Linked DNA regions of Mus musculus: region 2 is linked to region 1. Evidence: chromatin contacts called from public HiChIP or PLAC-seq data. All regions are on one chromosome and are shown on one strand. Each heading gives the region's core, a stretch centred on a gene start, on an enhancer-like site or on the middle of the called end of the contact. The rest is flanking DNA. Distances are from core to core; before and after follow the strand shown. Region 1 holds the start of Ndufb2 (NADH:ubiquinone oxidoreductase subunit B2). Region 2 has its middle 22 kb from the start of Gm52860.

Evidence for each region. HiChIP or PLAC-seq counts read pairs in DNA pulled down with a chosen protein or histone mark.
Region 2: a contact with region 1 is called in an H3K27ac HiChIP or PLAC-seq map of epiblast stem cells. The contact joins the enhancer-like site here to the promoter of Ndufb2 in region 1. A contact is called at or near these places in 4 of 39 promoter capture datasets (frontonasal cranial neural crest, macrophages, maxillary cranial neural crest and 1 more), 7 of 115 datasets of contacts at active chromatin or transcription factors (embryonic limb bud, embryonic stem cells, epiblast stem cells and 3 more) and 3 of 9 other capture datasets (adipose tissue, liver and pancreatic islet).

What each region holds. Positions count from the first base shown.
Region 1 is chr6:39,591,138-39,595,175 of GRCm38.p6, forward strand. Ndufb2 (NADH:ubiquinone oxidoreductase subunit B2) reads left to right here and starts at 1,428. Exons shown (of 4, transcript NM_001358797.1): 1 at 1,428-1,575. The coding sequence starts at 1,478.
Region 2 is chr6:39,446,068-39,450,337 of GRCm38.p6, forward strand. No RefSeq gene overlaps it. Among named protein-coding and RNA genes, the nearest start is that of Gm52860, 22 kb to the right of the region's middle. Within about 2 kb of position 1,909, at least 123 of the 459 cell types and tissues checked have an H3K27ac peak or open chromatin away from gene starts, as enhancers often do. A contact at or near this core is called in embryonic stem cells, epiblast stem cells, extraembryonic endoderm stem cells and 3 more, where this site is marked.

The sequences.
Region 1 (4,038 bases), core at 178-2,677:
TCAACCAACCCAAACCATAATGTACCAGGGAAGACCTTGTTGGAATCAATATTCTTGGTATCACACACACCCCTACCCACTAGATCATAGCGAAAGTAATCCTGCAAAGCAACATATTATTATTATTATTATTAATTTTTCTTTTGGTAAAATGTGCCATAACTTACAGTGGCCTTGCAAGCACACTAGGGCGGGAAGTTCAGTTGTTATTCTAATACAGGTGATGACTGTGTCTCATCCTATTGGTAGAGTGCGACCTCAGACTCTGCCATGGTTGGATAGTTCCTAATAGATGCAAAGGAAGGAGGGAAGGAAGGGGTCCATAGCTCTTGTCGTCAGAATGGAAGGCCTTTGTGTAAACAGGTTTTCCAGATGATTAAAATACTTGAATAATTTTACAAGGTGGAGATTATTAGAGTATTGACTGTTGGTGTGCTAGCTACTGTTTATAGAAAAAAGTCCGTTTCTCACAACCTCTTGGGGTTAGGAGTAGTCTTAGGTTTGGAGTCTATCCAGATTTCAACAGAGGCAATACTGAGAGAAAAAAGCAGGCCGAGGAAGGCGGACTATTTTAATAGCCAGTGGAGCCTTTGTTTCTTGAAGGAAATCTGAAGTGAGTGAAAAAATTAGTTTTTCTGGAAAGATGACAGTAGGCTATCCTATAGACCTAGTAACTCGGAACAGATATGTATGTCTTGTTTTATGAGGATGAGCTTGAAAATTCATATTCCCTCCCCACTAATGGCCGGAGACTGAGCGCATCTGCGCGTCTACGTGCATCTATTTGTGTTACAGCTCCCACTGCGAGTACATTTCTACGGCTGAAGTCAGGTCTCGATTTGTTGCCATCTTGGTGTTGCATCTTAACTGGACTGCCCTCATGTCCTTATTTTTCTGCTTGCTTATTACATTAATAACAAGAGGAAATGCCAAAAAACCTCGAATTGGCTAAGGCTCGAGGCGTTAGGAACTTTCCCCCATGTTCCTGGCCGACTTATTCCGAGTGTGCCGGGTTGGGTTCCTCAGGTGATTCCCGTGCCACCAGTCCAGGTTCTGAAATTTAACACCCTGGCTGATTAGTCATTCAGAACAATGCTGAAACAACGATGCTATAAAATAAACATTGCGATGTTATAAAATAAACATTGCGTGGTTCAGAAAGGGCTTAGGCCTTTAACAAGGGCCCACAGTGGCAAGAACATGCATGAAAGCACCGTCTATATGAGCCAAAGCAGGGAGCAGCAGTAAGGTCAGCCAAGAGCACCTTGCCAGGCTGTGCCACGAGGCAGCCAGGGCTCCTCCTGAAGGACGACCTATCTGCCCGTTAACCTGGAGCCTCTAAGGTCCGCCAATGGCTTGAACTTGTCCCCTGTGGCCTACCATCAGCCCGGGTAGAGACGCAGTGCGACGCAGTGACGTCACGGGCCGGGACTCGGGGAAGTGACGCATCAGGGGTGGGAACTGCAGTCTTGCTAGTATGTCTGCGCTCACCCGTCTGGTACCTTTCGGCCGCGTCGGAGGCCGCCTGCTCCGGGGCTGCCGCGCGCGGGCGGCTGGAGACAGTGGAGTCCGTCAGTGAGTGTCGGGCGGGGGCGAGGGTTCGGCCGGCTTGAACAGGCAGCGCTGCCATCCGGACGCTGTCACCTTGAAGCAGTCGCCCGGGAGGGTGCGTGAAACTCCGCTGCCGCCCGAGGCATGCTGGGTCTTGTAGTTTTGCCTGGACCGAGACTGGCCTTTTAGTCGGCTTGGTGGGCTAGAGGTGAAGGGATGGCGCAGGGTTGCGGGAGAGAGGCGTTAACTAAGACCCGAGTGATAAGAATCCAGTCCCGCACAGTCTCCCGGACTGAGCCTTCCAAGCAGCTGGCTAGTGGAGGTCCCGAGCGCATGGAGACGGGTGGAGATGGGCTCAGAGACAAGACGGGTCCAGGCAGGGCAGACACGGAGACCTTGAGTCAGTAAGGTAGTATAGTCTGTTCTTTTCACCATTAGGTACATTTTTACGATTAAAATTTGGCACTTTTTTTGAGCCTCACTGTGTAGCCTCGACTGACCTGGAACTCATTAGTGATCCTCCTGTCTCTGCTTTCGGAGTGCTGGGATTAAAGGCGTGCGCCCCCAAGTCAGTGTTTAGATTTGGCACTTTAAATCCTAGATTGGATGCTGTGTCTTACTCATTTTGCCTTCTCTCCACCCGAGATTTGTAATACTTATAGCTTTATTTTGTTGTATTGATCTGTCTCTCAGTCTCTGTCTGTCTCTGTCTCTCTGTCTCTGTCTCTCTCTCGCTCGCATATAACCTGGCAGGTTTTGTCCACCGAGATTTCTTTTAAGATCTTCATACCGTTTTGGGGATGCTTCCCGTCCAGTTTCACTACTTAGCTTGGATTTCCCTTACCTCCAACGGGGGAAGAAGGGTTCCACTATTCATCTAAGTTCCCAGCCCTTGGTTTGGGTTTTTGGGCCACAAAAGGTCCAACCCAGCAATAGTTCAGGTGGAAACTTACCTGAAGTTTGGCTTCTGGTAACTAAGTTTCAGTTTCCTTCTCGTTGATTTATTATTACTTTTCGCCCTTTCATTATGGGGCTACAGCTTGATTCAGGAGTCTAATGATAGACCACTTGTCTTGGGTCTCTGAGTCGTCAGAGTGGGATCCCTGTGAATGCCAGCTTCAGTACTGGCTTCCCAGGCATTTGTGCTCAGTTACTGATACTTTTTTTTTTTTTTTTAAGATTTATTTATTTATTATATGAAAGTACATTGTAGCTGTCTTCAGACACTTCAGAAGAGGGAGTCAGATCTCGTGTACGGATGGTTGTGAGCCACCATGTGGTTGCTGGGATTTGAACTCTGGACCTTCGGAAGAGCAGTCGGGTGCTCTTACCCACTGAGCCATCTCACCAGCCCCCCAGTTACTGATACTTGAAAAAGGACCTTTTATTTATTTCATTTTAGCATCATGTTTATTTTAATTGGGAGACCCCTCAGGGTATCTAGATTGCCACAGTGCACTTAGTCTGGCTGAAGCATGACACACAAGTGTTTATTGAGATTTTGCCTTCCTCCTTTCCTCCCCCCACCCCTTTTGGGGACAGGGTTTCTCTGTGTACCCCTGACTACCCTGGAGCTCACTTTGTAGATCAGGCTGTCTTCAAACTCGCAGAGATCTGCCTGCCTCTGCTTCCAGAGTCCTGGGATTAAAGGTGTGTGCCACTATGGTCTGGCTGCACAGGTAGATCTTGGGTAATAACTGTTAAATACAGTTGGCAAACAAGGGAATTACAGAAGCGGCTCTGCTATGTTCTTTAAGTTGTGAAGCAATGACAGCTGACAGAATGGCTAAAAGGAACAGGTGAACATGCTGTGGGGAGGCCTTGTCAGAGGACCAGGAGTTTGAGGCCAGCCTGGCCTACACAGGGAGATCCTGTCTATAAAGGACTAGAGCATGGTGATGGCATTCCTTTAATCTCAGCGTGCAGGAGGCAGAGGCAGAAGGATGATGAGTCCCTGGCCAACTTGGGCTAAATAGTGAATTCAAGGACAGCCTGGGCCACATGGCGAGGTTGCCTCGTTAAAAATCACCTCTCACACCATCGATAACTAAGATCTCATTCAGAGCCTTCCAACTGGACATGCTATCAGCTGGGCAAACACTTACACAAAAATAGATCTTTATCACCAAGACAACTTTAGCTGGTTGGAATTTCAACGGAGGGTTATGGTTTGTGTCTGTGTGTGTATATGTGTGTGTGTCACTTGGGACCAAACCCCTGTTAGGCAAGTACTATATCATCGTGCTATACCCCAAGCACAAGAGTTAGGTCTTTAGTTAATAAAATGGAAAATAAAAACAAAATTATTTAATGTTATTCGCTTGTAGGCAACATTCTTGGGCTTTGTCATCAAAATGCTTATGATCACATTTGTAAAACTGTAAGTCAGCATCTGTCACATAAAGGTGTCTTATAAAGTTCAGACAACAGCCATAAAGTCCAGCGCGGTGCACGTGGTGAATACTGAAGAGCTAGCTAGCGATCTTT
Region 2 (4,270 bases), core at 659-3,158, 140 kb before region 1:
AGACTTTAGCCTGATCTACATAGCAAGTTCCGGGACATGCAAGGACTACACAAAAAACAAAACAAAACAAAAACAAACTAAAAAGGCTTTTAACCTGAAGCCTCCACCCAGTTCCGGAGAGTAGAACAAAAAAAAAAAAAAAAAAAAAAAAAAAAGGGAGCTCCTTAATCCTCTTGAAAACAAAGGGAGCTGCGAATGATCAACTGTGCCTGGGTCACCCATAGAGACCAAGATCCGCCAGATAGTCGAGCTCTGCCGCTAACCAGACACAGCCGCGCAGAAGGGGCTTTGAGCAGAGGAACTGGGCAGTGCACGGACAGATCACAGGCGATTTCCTGGTTGAGCCAGGGAATAAGAATAGAGGGTCGGACCCTCTGTTGGCTGAGCCTGTGGAGTCACGGAGAATTATGCAAGCTTTTCGAGAGGTCCTGGGTTCAATTCTTAGCAACCACTGGGTGGCTCACAACCCTCTATAATGGGATCTGGTGCCCTCTTCTGGGGTGCGGGCATATATGTATGGGAGCACTGTGTACTATATATATTATATGAACAGGAAAAAAAAACCCATAGAACAAGTATCATGGCTCTCTCTTTTTTCTTTTCTTTTTTTTTTTTTACTTTTTCGAGACAGGGTTTCTCTGTGTAGCCCTGGCTGTCCTGGAACTCACTTTGTAGAACAGGCTAGCCTCGAACTCAGCCACGCCCGGCTCTCCCTTTTCTCTTTCTCTCTCTCTCTCTCTCTCTCTCTCTCTCTCTCTCTATATATATATATATATATATATATATATATATATACATATATATATATATATATATATATATTTTTTTTTTTTTTTTTTTTTAAGAGACAGGATCTCACTACAGCAGCCTTTAGTTAGCTGGTCTGGAACTCTCTGTAGGGACCCATCAGGCCTTGCCCTTGCCAGGGTTAGGATCAAAGGAATGTGACACCATCCCCCACCTCTGTAATTCTTAATAAAGCTTGCTCTGCACACTCCAACAAGAGCCTGTGACAAAGAAACTCAGCTATTCTCTCAGGTTGAGCTTCAGTGACCCAAAGTCCCTAGATCAGACACAACTGTTTGGAGAAGAGTCCCATCATCCTATTAAAAAAAAAAAGACCCATGTCACTGGTCACTGGAATTATTAACATGCATCATCACGCCTGGGCCTGGTCTCCGCAGTGCTGGAGATCAAACCCAGGCCTTCACGCATGCTCTGCAAGCCCATTATCAACTTAGCACAAACAAGTCACTTCATTTCAATATTTTACGAAATATTTAATAGTCCCCAAAATACTATTTTAATAGGTCTTAAATTTTTATTTATTTTTATGTGAATGCATGTTTATTTATTTATTTATTTTTATGTGTATGTGTGTTTTTTGCCTGCATGTATTGTCTGTGCACCATATGCTTCCAAGGTAGCAGCAGAGGCGAGAAGAGGACATCTGATCCCCTGGGACAGGAATTACAGACTGTTGTTACCTGTCACTTGGGTCCAGGGAACTGAATCCAAATCATCTCCCAGATCCTTTGTAAGAGTAGCCAGCACTAAACTGCTGAGTCATCTTTCTAGTCCTGCAACCCATTTCTAAAAAAAAAAAAAAAAAAAGAAAAAAGAACAATTTTATAAAAAAGAGGAAATATGGAAATGTTCTCCCTACCAGGCACCAGGCACATTTCTCCTCTTGCTGAACTAAGTTGTTGTGTAACTTTTTCTGATGTGACAAACATCTATTATCTCAGGTATCACACTGTCAAGAGACCAAAGGAACCTTTCTATCCAAGTCTGGCTTAGTTTCCTGGGGTGAGTTTCAGCAGTGTGGGTGAGGGCTTCCTTATAGGGATGTGGGTGAATGGGAACACGGAGGAGAATGACTCAAAGTCAGCTGCATCACTGAAAAGCCTGCCCCATCATCCCAGTGCACTGGTGACTCACACACGCTGCCTCCTGAAGCTCCCTGCATGACTCGTAGGCAGCTCAGCTTGCTGGAGAAGCTCTCCTCCACTGGAGTTGTTACTGTAACAACTAGAGGAAATAACAAAACAACAGCAAGGATTGTAGCCCTTTCTTTCCCCTAGCAGGCTTTCTTAGGAACAGTTAATTTTGGGAAGATCATTGTTTTAGCTCTGTAGAGCACCGGACCATAGTAAGCAGAGTCCCAGACTATATTGGTTTGGCTTCATACCTGGAACAAGGAATTGAGATGTATATTTTACATATCAAAGCAGACCTGGCCTCCAGGTTCTCCCAGCATCCCTCAGTTCCTTCCTGGCATACCCTGTCCCCAACCCTGAACTTCCCAGGCCAGGGCATGGTCGTCTGCCATTTTCTCAGAGGTTCTTCCCTGTATAATCCAGACAGGCAGGCTCTGGCTTTCTCTCTCTCTCTCTCTCTCTCTCTCTCTCTCTCTCTCTCTCTCTCTCTCTCTCTCTCTCCTCTCTGCACATGTGCTCTTTCTTTCTCTTCTCCGTCCCCTCTCTTTCCCTTCTCATGGTGACATCCCTGGCCTCAGTCCTAAGGGCCAGTGAAGTCACCCAGCTGAGAGTAGTTTCTCAATAAACCTGCATTTAATATAATCTAATCTGGTTTGAATTGGCTCATTTCACTGGCGGAGAAATAACTTCTCAGTACTAGAGAGCTGTGTATAGTCCGTCCCATCAGAACGTGTAGGTCAGCACGTGCTGACATACTTCATGTTGTCCCACTGGCAGATATACTCACTCTGCAAAGCACAAGGAGCTGCAGAGGCCAGCACTTCAAAATTGGGAACTCTTGGTCATGGTACATCCATAAATCTGGGTTGTTGAGCACAGTCAGGGTGTGTCCATCTTGCCTATGTGGCCCACAACAGCAATCATGCACAGGTTAAAAGGCTTAGGAACCTGTCGGGCAGTGGTGGCACACGCCTTTAATCCCAGCACTTGGGAGGCAGAGGCAGGTGGATTTCTGAGTTCCAGGACAGCCAGGGCTACACAGAGAAACTCTGTCTTGAAAGAAAAACAAACAAACAAACAAACAAACAAACAAACAAAACAAAACAAAACCCAAACAAACAAAAACAAAAACCCTGGGAACCCTCATCACAATGCGTGGCTTGTCCGGCACAAATGAGGACCTCGTATTTTTTGGATGAAGAGTTAGAGCATCTTAAAGCTTTCTGATACTGTTGCTGCCTCTGATACATTGTTTCGCTCTCATAATAAAACCAACTCAAGCCCACAAAACACCCTGCTGCAACTAATGTTTAATCCGGTGCCAGCAGGTCTGCAAGTCTTCACTGCTTTCCCCAAATTTCACTTTTATTAAAAGGTTTCTGAGCCTGGCAGTGGTAGGATATGCCTTTAATTCCAGTACACGGAGGCAGAGGCCGGGGGATTTCTGTGAGTTCGAGGCTATCCTTGTGTACAGAGCAAGTTCCAGGACAGATAAAGCTACACAGATAAACCCTGTCTCGAAACAAACAAAAAAGGGTTTCTATAAAAAGGAGGGGAAAGCATTTGTCTCTTCTCTTTGAAGTCCGGGGGTTTCTCAGAATAGGGATTGTTACATCAGCCAAATGTCCATCCTCTGTCAGGTTAATTAGAGCAGATACAGAATAAGACACACAATTGTGATGGTTCTTGTCTGTGATTCCATAGGATTGTGTCTTATAGGTGTCTGTACACTAGAGAGCTGAACAAACATGTTTATTAGAAAGGGAAACGTCCATGGGCGGAAGCACAATGAATTCCAGAGAGGATACAGTTGAGTGGCAAGTACAGTGTGCTTTTAAACAGTCACACAGCAACGAGAGCAACAGTGGGGAAAGGATGGCGGCTTCTGATGCAAAGGATGGCTGATTACTTCCAGGCTCTAGAACGCTGCCATAAACCAATACAGGTCATCAAGCAGGGAGACTTTGCTCCACAGGGTCTGGAAGGCAGAAGGCTTTGATCCCCAGAGCATATGCAGCTGAGATGGGCAGGGTCTTGCTGGGACTGGACCCTAAGTTCCATTGTCTCTGAGAAGTTATTTCTCTTCTGGTGAAATGAGCCAATTCAAATCAGATTAGATTATAATAAATGTAGGTTTATTGGGAAGCTGCTCTCAGCTGGGTGAGTTCACTGGCCCTGAAGACTGAGGCAAGGGAAATTGCCATGGGGAGGGAGAGGGGAGAGAGAAAGAGCTTGCAGGCAGACAGAGGGAGAGGGGAGAGGGGAGGGGAGAGAAAAGGGGAGAGGGAAGAGGGGAGAGGGGAGAGAGGAGAGGGGAGGGGGAGAGAGGA